2 separate regions of the Xenopus tropicalis genome follow, and region 2 is linked to region 1. A link is a contact called in public Hi-C data. All regions are on one chromosome and are shown on one strand. Each heading gives the region's core, a stretch centred on a gene start, on an enhancer-like site or on the middle of the called end of the contact. The rest is flanking DNA. Distances are from core to core; before and after follow the strand shown.

Region 1 (2,527 bases), core at 11-2,510:
CCACAGCCTGTTAGTAAGCAGCTCACTGGAGTGCCTGTGGTTCTATTTTATGCAGTCTGTAAAGGTGAACTAATCAACCCACCCTCCTCAAGCTGAGGTAATTACAAGGAATGTAACCTGCTGTAAGCCTATGGATCCCACAAACTTTGTAAATTAGCTCCAAAAACAACAATTACTTATGGAAAAAAATAAATAAAACCCAACAGTAAAAAAACACAATGGTTTTGATAAAGTTAGTAAAGAATACTTATCCCTTTTTAGTTGAAATGAAAGCAAGTTGATTCAACCAGCCACCAGCCTGTTAGTAAGCAGCTCACTGGAGTGCCTGTGGTTCTATTTATGCAGTCTGTAAAGGTGAACTAATCAAACCCCACCCTCCTCAAGCTGAGGGTAATTACAAGGGAATGTAACCTGCTGTAAGCCTATGGATCCACAAACTTGTAAATTAGAATACTTATCCCTTTTTAGTTGAAATGAAAGCAAGTTGATTCAACCAGCCACCAGCCTGTTAGTAAGTGTGTGAGGAACAAATTAGAGACAGATTTTTTTAGGACATTATCAGGTCCAACTGCTGTGAAGAACCTGGAGGTGCCATGTTTCATCATCTGTTTCTAAGTACTGTGCCAAAATAAGTCCTTCTCCTACCTTGTGTTCCAGACTGGGTGTTGTAGGCAGGGTTTAAGTATTATGAAACCCAGGATTATGCTTTCAGAGACACCTTTCACATTGTTTAAGAAGAATATGATAACATTATAACATAAAATGGAGAACCGCAAGTAGAATGACTATGGTATATTCAATACATAAGTATTCTTCATTAACCTATTCAGAAAACAACTCTTCTGCTTGCTCCCTGGTTCCCTATGAGGTATGACTGAGCTGATTCAGTATAGGTAAACTATTGAACAAATAATATGAGTAGCAACTGCAGGCGAGAGGATTGGGCTGATGATATTGGTATTTTTTCCTTGAATAGCCTGACTGCAGACATAAGCTGTTTGTTCTATTTTCATTGCAGAGTATGAATCGGATGTAAAGAAGTCTCATGAAGTCCTTACTGGGATAGAGAAACTGATGGTGAGTTTGCTGAAAGATTCTGTATTACACTGATATCCTTAAGAGCTTTTCTCAGCATTGTGCAGCAGCTGGTCTTTGCCCAATAAATTGGGGGCAGTAAAGTGTTTCTGTAATCCCAAGCCCTACAAGACGTCCTTTGTCCGTCCAAGGAAGAAAGCACATCAGACCTAAAGCAGCTGTATTTGTCCTTAGCAACTTCCCGGGGGGTTAGTGTTACGGAAGTCAGTGGAGTAGTTGTAATGTAGTCTCTATTGTACAGGGAAATGTGAATTGTTCACTATACAAATGTTTATAGACTACAGGGGTATTGTACAGACTTGAAGAGAAATAAAGTATATTTATAAGCTGGGTGTGACTGTCCCATAACTGGTCAGTTAGGTGATTCCTCACTCAGTCAATATAGCTTTCATTTACTGCATGTTTAAGTTTACAAGTACAATGAAAGCTGCCATAATGCTTATCTCACCAGAGACATTTTCCTTTTTTTTTAAATTGGATCATTTTTTCTTAATTTTGAAACAACGCCATGTATGTTTACCCAGGATCCCCCACCTGTGTCTAAAATGTAGAACATTATTTGCATCTTTGTAAAATATAAGGAGTATTACTAATCCACGAACGTCCGAAAAGCGCCCGAATGCGTTTTTTTTCATAATGATTGGTATTTTGCGATTTTTTCGTAAATTGTCGCGACTTTTTCGTAGCCGTTACGACTTTTTCGTAAATTGTCGCAACTTTTTCGTATCGTTGCGACTTGCGCGAATTGTCGCAACCTTTCTCGTAGCCGTCGCGCCGAGTACGAAAGTTTCGCATTCATTCAAGCTTCAGTATCGTGACTTTCCTTGGGCCAGGTTGGAGCTGCAGAGTGCCATTGAGTCCTATGGGAAGTTTCCAAAATCATGCAAAGTCTGAAAGGTTTGGCCACCGTTTACGAGCGCTCAATACGGAAAAGTCGCGACAATATACGAGCAAATCGTAACGGCTACGAAAAAGTCGTAACGGCGACGAAAAAATCGCAAAAAAATACGAAAAAGTCGCAAAATGTTCGTTTCCAATCCGAATTTTTCCCATTCGGATTTTGTGGATTAGTAAATGTGCCCCATAGAGTATATATATTAATATATATATGTACATTCCCCTGATAGGTAAAAATTTCCACCATCTTAAAATTGGCAGAGAAGTCCCTGTCAGATAAAGGAGTTTGCTCTTTTTAAATCTGAGAATAACTAAAGTTAAAAAAGTTTTACCATCTGTAAATCGAAAATAGTTGTGTTCAGTTCTTTAAAAGGTTGGATGGGTTTGGATTCAGTTTTGCTGAACCCTTTAAGATTCATCCACATCCGAATTCTGCAGTTCAGCCAAATCCCATATCAAGTCCAGAATTCTGTACTTTCCTATTTTTTACCTAGATAGGTATCACTATGTAAAGGCAACAACGTTTAGGCATCTC
Region 2 (2,527 bases), core at 16-2,515, 190 kb before region 1:
TTTAGGTGCACTTAAACATGCGTCTCAAATGCACATTAAATGCATAACAATACACCTGTATAAGCCCTAAAGGTGGCCATACACGGGCCAATTCTAGCTGCTGATATCAGTCCCTTAGAACGATTTGGCAGCTTATCGACCTGTGTATGGGCACTGCCCGACTGACATCTGGCCTGAAATTGGCCAGATCTCGTTCAGGCAGGTTTGATTTTTCGTTGGATCAGGGACAGTATCAGCTCGTTGATGCGGTCCCCCAACCGATGGGTGCCCATACCCACTGCTCTAATTCAATCGTTTGACACAGAACCGAATTAGCCCGATATTGCCCACCCGTAGGTGGGGATATCGGGAGAAGATTCGCTCGCTTGGCGACCTCACCAAGTGGGGTTATCCCAAAACTGGATTTCAGTGGGGCCAATGTTTGTTTATGCCAGAAAATCATTTAATGGTGATGGGGATTTAAAAAAAGTGGCATTTAGATGCATATGTTATTACATCCGATTCAATTGCTCATTTAAACAAGAAAATCATTTTACGGAATTGCATTTGTTTTTCCGATTGCCATAGGAACTTTTCCAGATTAGTCTGGTACTCCAAATGTATTCAAGCGGCATTCTGAAATGACAATTTAACAACGTATAAGCGTATAAAACATCACATTTACAAAACTGAAAAATGTTGTGTAATGTACCTTCCTTGAACTCCAGTAATTATTCTTATATTGAATCTACTTTCCTGATTTCCACTTCCCAGAATGTAAGGGATGTTTCTATAAAACTATTTAACCCAAGAGTATACAAAAACTTAGCGTTCATGAAACTGGAGTGAGGCTTTTGCAAATATGATGGTCTTTTTTATGAAAGCTTATGCCATTTCTATTCCGTTCTTCTTCATGGATAGCCCCACAGAAAACGTATACATAGCTAGTGCTTTATTTCTGCTATAAAATGTCTATTTTTACTACAAGAAGGTTACAGGCAGTGCCAGTCAGGTTCCCACCAACTCTTTTGAAAGGCATGAATAATCAATATGTTAAGCCTAAACATTTCACTGCTGTCATCTCAGTGCATGGGAATTTTTCACCCCGGTAACCAGTGCATGTGTGTGAATCAACAGAGATTATTCCATGTAAGAGTTTGGTTGTTTTGCTTGTACACATCTGTTTGAAGCGAGGCTTGGGCGGAATAAAATGTTCTGGCAGGCAGTGTGGAGCAGCAGAGGGGTGTTCCTGGGCATTTGTGCATGAGGAATGCTGAACTAATCGGAGGGGCTAACTGACTGGCCAGTGGGCTGCCCTCAGGGAAATGCATCCTTCGCATGTTGTGGTGTGAATCTACTTTATGGCCCTATTTCCCTGCAAGGCCGAAGGCTTCAGCTAACATAATTGGATGAGGTGATTACATGGATGCAGCCTGGACATTTACTGTGAGAACATTCCTGTGCAGCAGCTGTGCTAAATTCATTTGAATAACACACTGATGATGCTCGGCCAGGATTTCACAGCTCTCCCTGCTTCCTACACTGGATAAACTGACGTAACAAAAATCCATATGTTTCTGACGTATAGTTACAGGTGGAATAATAGTCATTTTTAACTCAGTACGTGCTCAGTTATTATGAAGAATAACAAACTGGCTGCATGCAATGGAGGCTTATCAAGTCTGTGCTTTGGTCTTTCAAAATGCATAGAAACAGCAATAATCTTAAAAAAAATGTATAAAAAGTTAGGAAATATTCAACTTGCCATGAGCCTGAAAAAATGCTCCTAAGTTGTACCTTTCTGGTCCTATTATTCGTCTTTTTTTAACCTTAATATGGTAGCACAATGAATTACAAATTAGGAGCCACATGCATCTACTCTGCAACAGTATTAGGCTTCTCAGCATTCTCTATCATTAGCAAGTCTTTTGGTGTACAAGCATTGTTTTCTATTCATCTTAGTATTATCATTGTATGTTCATAAAGTACTAGAATATTACGCAGCACCTTGAAGAGTTTGTTCATCGCCAACATCAGTCCCTTTGACTGTGGAGCTTAAAATCCAAGATCCCATCACCACACAAGTTAGGGTGAATTTCGTCAATGGAGCCAATTCTAACCTGCTTTTATGTATTTGGAGTGAGGGCAGAAACAGAAGTACCTGGAAAAACCGACTCAGACAAAGGGGGAACATATGAAGGCACATTTACTTAGCAGGCACAGCATGCAAAGTGCAGTTTCTGGACCTAACTATATGCTGGACCTGAAGCAAACACCTCTATCTTCAGTCCTTTAGAGACCCAATGACCAGTACAGATAAAGTCAAAGCATATAATCTAGCCTAGTGATTGGGTCAGTGTTGCACTACACTACAGACTTCTCTTCTAGCCAGACTTCGCTTCCCTATTTTCTTTATTGTATTAAATAACATAGAATGGCAATCCTATGATAAGCATCAAACTTACAGTGCTGTCTTTTAGCCACTGTTTAAAAAAAAATTACAAAAACATATTTACTGATACTGGAATAAAACATTTTTGTTGTTTTC

What was found. Hi-C and Micro-C count contacts between places; a contact is called where the count stands out from the background.
Region 2: a contact with region 1 is called in a Hi-C map of neurula embryo, with 3 times the contacts expected there. The contact joins two enhancer-like sites. A contact is called at or near these places in 5 of 5 Hi-C or Micro-C datasets (brain, gastrula embryo, liver and 2 more).

Annotation. Positions count from the first base shown.
Region 1 is chr5:111,147,969-111,150,495 of UCB_Xtro_10.0, reverse strand. It overlaps fndc3b (fibronectin type III domain-containing protein 3B), which reads left to right. Exons shown (of 26, transcript XM_012963399.2): 7 at 1,019-1,077. Among named protein-coding and RNA genes, the nearest start is that of ghsr, 99 kb to the right of the region's middle. Within about 2 kb of position 1,260, at least 2 of the 11 cell types and tissues checked have an H3K27ac peak or open chromatin away from gene starts, as enhancers often do. A contact at or near this core is called in neurula embryo, where this site is marked.
Region 2 is chr5:111,339,324-111,341,850 of UCB_Xtro_10.0, reverse strand. No RefSeq gene overlaps it. Among named protein-coding and RNA genes, the nearest start is that of tmem212, 3.2 kb to the right of the region's middle. Within about 2 kb of position 1,265, at least 3 of the 11 cell types and tissues checked have an H3K27ac peak or open chromatin away from gene starts, as enhancers often do. A contact at or near this core is called in neurula embryo, where this site is marked.